Regions from separate parts of the Mus musculus genome. Here region 1 is linked to region 2. The links are chromatin contacts, called in public Hi-C maps. All regions are on one chromosome and are shown on one strand. The core of a region is the stretch at or near the end of the contact, and the rest is flanking DNA. Distances in the headings are between cores, read along the strand shown. Region 1 has its middle 300 kb from the start of Gm46645. Region 2 has its middle 270 kb from the start of Tle4.

Evidence for each region. Hi-C and Micro-C count contacts between places; a contact is called where the count stands out from the background.
Region 1: a contact with region 2 is called in a Hi-C map of the N1E-115 cell line, with 3 times the contacts expected there. A contact is called at or near these places in 4 of 39 promoter capture datasets (hippocampal neurons, liver and stem cell-derived epiblast-like cells), 4 of 484 Hi-C or Micro-C datasets (the N1E-115 cell line, embryonic stem cells and nephron progenitors), 1 of 130 datasets of targeted methods (embryonic stem cells) and 1 of 9 other capture datasets (embryonic stem cells).

What each region holds. Positions count from the first base shown.
Region 1 is chr19:15,035,106-15,037,875 of GRCm38.p6, reverse strand. No RefSeq gene overlaps it. Among named protein-coding and RNA genes, the nearest start is that of Gm46645, 300 kb to the left of the region's middle.
Region 2 is chr19:14,869,574-14,872,273 of GRCm38.p6, reverse strand. No RefSeq gene overlaps it. Among named protein-coding and RNA genes, the nearest start is that of Tle4, 270 kb to the right of the region's middle.

The sequences.
Region 1 (2,770 bases), core at 181-2,680, 170 kb before region 2:
GAAGATCACAAAACTAATTATATCATCTTTGACTTGCCTGTTTGATCCATACATTTCTTCTGGCTTTTCTTTAAGACACGGTGATCTTACTATGTCATCCAGGCTGACCTTAAACTTCTGGACTTAGTCCTCCCCAGCCATGAGTATAGCTCAGGCTATAGACATGTCCCAATGCATCTGTCTCATGTCTGTTTCTTAATTATTTCAAACCTAGACAGCACAGACCAGCACCTGACTTGAGATCCTTTGAAGCTTTCCTGAAGTGAGTGTCTAGCTGCCGTTGCATCCTCTTTTCCTTTTGAGTATGTTAGAGTGACGCAATGCAACAGACTTCTACCCAGGAAGGTCCTTAATTGTTCCTCAGGCAGTACTGGTACTACAAACAAAAATTGAAGTGATGCACTTAGACTAGAACCTTAGCTTATTTGCATTGCTGCCCTTTATGAAGTTATAATATTCAACCTCATCATTGTGCAGCCCATGAATTCCACAAACCAGTTGTAAAGCTTCTTCCTTAGCCACTGGGCACAGTCTACTGAAGCTCCACTGAAGAGATGCTAGATATTTTTCTAGAACCTCAGACCAAACATTTTATCAAGAGCAGTACCAAGATCAACCTTTTAGGGAAAACATATTTAACCTTTGTGTAAACTAAAAGAGGACAGTCATGGTTAGCTATGTATTGTGCAAGGACATAAAGCAGTCAAGATGATAAAACCAGAACTTCAAATGGGTTACCATATCAGCTCTATTTCCCCATGTGCTGTTTATTGGCACATTTGATATGCAAAGCTCTCTGCTGATCCCTTTTCTCTACAGTTCCCATAATGCTGTGAGCAGGAACTAGCAATAGCCTTTCAGAGTGAAAGAACTGAAGTTTAAAGAAATTAAAGTGTCTTTCCCAGGGCCATTGGTAATGATGGGACTGAAGAGTAAAGCTCTTAGCAATAGTTCCCTTCCCCTTTTCTCCTGCTGTATCACGCCTCTCCTGAGTCTGGCTCTGCCTCCAGTTCAGAAGCTGCACTAAGTTGCACAGCTCCGTGCACTTTCATATGGTATCTAATTTAAACCTCATGAAGTGCTACATGAGTCATATTATCACCTAAGATCACATAAGAGTTAGGAAGTAGAAGAAATGTATTTGAGCGTCAGCTCTACAGAGCAGACATTTGAATCCCAGTTTTAACCCAAGTCAAAATTTGATAAATTTCTATTTTAAAAGCTTTGATGGTAATCTCTCCCGATTCACAGCCTCGAGGCCTATGGGAGGTAGAAGACAGGACACAGAGAGGACACTGCCAAGAGAACTCAGTGCATACATAAGGCAGCTGCTTGGGCTTTCATTGTACTTGCATTTCCAATGGGAGGATTTGCTTTAATAAGCCCTAGTGAATTCTTCTGACTCCCAATGCAGACAGCTATTTGCCTCAATATGATGACAGCATATTTCCCTTTTGGAATGTTGAATGAAGGGTTGAGATAATGGTCAGTCCTCCCCCTTCTGATGAAAAGAGAAGGCTGGGAGAACACAGCAGCTTTGACGTTTGTCAGCTTGTTAGCCGGAGTCTTCAGGACATGTCTTTATTTCTGTAGTCAGCCCTAGTTGGCGCTAACAAAGAGTGACTGCAGTCTGGGTATAGAGGAAATTTCATTACTGTGTTAAAAATAATTGAGTAAAGAGACCAAGAAATAAGGCCAAGTTGGATGCAAAATGTAAGATGTAAGGCCAAACATAAGATGAAACCATGCTTATTCGGGTTACTTAAGGGGTAACAAACTGCTGTTTTGAAAACTAGTTGTTTGGGGACATCTCATGTATAGAAATATTGGACATCATCTGTAATTGTGCTGAGTAATGAGAAAGACACACCTGCTTCAAGGCTAATATGATAATGACTGTATGAGAGACCAGAGGAAAGATATCTAGGGTTATACTTTCTGACTTTTGGGGCTTGTTCTGCTAAAAACAAAAGCCTCATTAGGGGAGTTTGAAATGAATTATATTTCTCCATTTCTCTCACAATTAATTTTCAGACAGCCCAGTTACAATTTTCAAGTTAGATGCTTTTGCCCTGAGCAGGGTGGCATGAGACAGCTGAGGACCAGCAGAGGGCAGTGCTGAGCTGACGCTGGCTCTGGCACTTACTTGGGGCTATAAAATTGTGCTTGTTATTAAATGAAATCTTACGGCTAACTCAGCCACAGAGGAAATTAAACTGCTAATTATGTGTGTTTAAACCACTAAAAAGGGCCCGGTTGTTGCTCTGGATTTCAAGAAACACCTACCTCATCTCTGGATTTAAAATATGCAATTATGCCTAGAAATAGTACCTTTTAACAATTATATGCAATATATATTTTTTAATTTGTAGACTTATCTGTTTGCATAGCCTATCTCTTTTAAAGCAAATAAGCAATATATTGGTGGCTTTAGCATTGTCATTTCCTTATAGAACATGCCAGTGACTTTAACTGAGCAATCCATGCTCAATTTACATACAGGTCAGAGTTTTAAAGGATTACCATATTATTTTTTGGTTTTAAAAAATAACCATATTAATCTTATGATAGCACACCACACACATACACACACACAGAACAGAACAACAAAAACAAACACATTAAAAAAACAACAACAACAACAAAAAAAAAAACAGGATTTCTGCGGAGACAAAAATTTGCAAACCTGGAAAAAGATCTAGGTTTTTTGTTTGTTTGTTTTGCTTTGTTTTTCCAAGAAAACCTAGTTTTCTGAAAAGAAGAATAATGA
Region 2 (2,700 bases), core at 69-2,568:
ATGAGCAAGGGACTGCCCCCATGCCATTCCAATCAGCCATGCCTTTCACATCACTGCTGGCTTTGTTGTCCAAATGTTAATAGATTTCCAGAGAGAGAATTCTTCTAGTTATTCATTTCTGAAAAATTACAGAATAATGGTTTACAATGTATTGTGGTAATTGCATAGGAAGCTAACTGCTATTTTTCTTAATAAGGTTGACCCTTTGAGGCCTGGCATGAAAACATTTCCACAAAAGGATGTGCATGGTCCTGGCAGGGTGGAGGAGGGGCATCTGTCTTGTTTGGTACTTCTGTCTGTCTTCTTTCCTTTTTTTTTTCTTTTCTTTCTGCTGCTATGACTTCTGCTACTGTGACTGCTATTTGTTTTTGTAATTGTTCTTCAAAGGCTTCCGGCAAGAAAGCTGTTCTAATTGTGCAAATCACAGAACAGCTGATCACAGAAACGGTCTCAAGTCATCTGTGCAACCACTGACTGAACTTTCAAACAAGCTGGGGGCGCTTCCCCCAATCCCCTGAGTCCAGCATCTGACAGTGAACATAAAGCAGCCGCCAAATGAGATACTGAAACAGTTGTGTGTCACTAAGCCAGTGATTTGATCTGAGCAGTCAGCAATCACGCTGCCCTGGGCTGCAGAGAGACTTGCACTGCACTGATGCAGGCTCCCATAGGCAGGCTCCCTGCCTGACTTGTTACCATGGTTTCCAGTGCAGCCTGGTCTAGTGAGAACGTTTGTCTCGTTGAAAGCAGTTAATGCTGGGTTCAAATCTACCCTCTGCAGCTAAAGTGACATGAACCAGGCAAATCACACAGAACTTGTTAAATGAAGCATTTCCTGTTGCCTTAAGATTCCAGTTAAAGCCCAAGAAAGCAGTTGGTACCTCCCACTGCTCATCCATGCAGAGCTAAGAGGTGGCTTTAAATGACTTGATGACTCATAGCTCATCACCACAAATGAGAGCCTAGGGACGAATTGAGGAGAATAATCAGTGTGGTGGGCAGGCATGGGCATCAGAATACTGTTGTCTAAGGAAATTCCTCAGGAGGGGAAGAACAGGATGTTTTCTACTGCTCCAGTTATTCAACAAATTTAGACTGTCCCTATCATGTCCCAAGCATATTCAAAGTACTGCAGACACAGTAGTGAAGACAAGCTATTTTCATGAGTAGCAAAGGCTCTCCTTGAAGGTGCAAGTAAGCTACCAGATTGAAGGGAGGCAGGTTTCTTATCGACAACCCCAGCCACACAGCTACCAGACACTTAGGAGCAGCCAACCCTTCCAGGCTTGAGTATGAAATAGTGTGAGTTTCTCTCTGAGCAAACTGAAGGCTGAAAAGGCATGTGGGTATGAGTTGACCATGCTCAAGGACAGTAGAGCTCCTTAGACCAAGGCATGAAGGATTCCTGCCTTAGACCTTAGACTCTCAAATCCTCTGCTCTTATGAAGGCATTAGTTTTAAGGATGGCGAACACAACATGTTTTATCAAACCATTTTTAACTTGACTTGGATGGTCAAACGGGCTGACTATGCAGTTTGGAGTTTTGTTTATACTTCTGCCTAGGGTCCCACAAATGTGAAAGAGACAGAGAGAGAGGAAAAGACACAGAGAGACAGAGAGAAAGACAGACAGACAGACAGACAGACACACACACACACACACACAGAGTTAGAATTTGGAACAGAAATATAAGGGGAGATTTGGCAGAGAGATAGGAGAATCAAAGTCAGAGGTGAAGTAGTGTCAGGGACAAAGACATGAAGAACACTTTAAACCCTTTCACATGGAATTTGGACATGTGCCTTAAGTGGTATTCAATTGCTAAGAAGCATAAACCAGCACCCTGCCAAATGCCACTGAGGTCTGCCCCCTATTGCTTCTTGTTGATTTAGCCCCAGAGAAAGAAGCACCAACAGAGCAATACTTTTCCTCACAGCTCTTTCCAGAGCCTGAGTAGAGACTGGAGTTGAGAAAGGAGAGAGGTTTTTGAATAAGAGGTTGAAGTTTGGTTAAGATTTAGTTGGATTTGAAAAACCCAGAAATTAGATTATCTGAATATCAAAGAGACTTGAAAAACTACAGGATTGGCAAAGTGTCTCAATGGGCAAGAATAAAAGATTGAACTTCAGGGATGAGAAGGTAGGAGGGAAGTCACAGGAGTCACTGATCTCCCTTCAGCACAAACCATCTCATGGGCAGAAGACAAAAATGCAGGCAGCACACACCAGCTCACACGGATGCTATAAATTAAAGTTGAAATCATCAAAGCAGATTTGTTTTGTCTCATAATGTCAGAGCGATTTTGGTCCATCATGGAAGGGAAAGTTTGGCAAAAGTCTAGTTCATGGTAGCAACAGTGTGTGGTAAAGGCTTTCCGCATTACAAACAGATCAAGAAGCAAAGAGAAAAGCAAGAACCAGGGACCAACCTACAACCTTCAAAGGCCTGCCCTCTCAACCTCATTCTGCCAGACAGGCTCACCTCTCCTAAAGGTTATTCAGTCTCTCTCTATAGCTCCACAAGTGGGAAATGATTGCTTAAACTATGAGACTATAGGGGGGAAATTGGGATTCAAACCCTAACAGGATTTTTTTTCTAACAAACATTTATTTAAAAAAATTATGCGCATGGGTGTTTGACCTACAGGTGTGTCTATGTGTGTGTCCAAGGAAGCCAGACAGAGAGCAAGATCCTCAGGA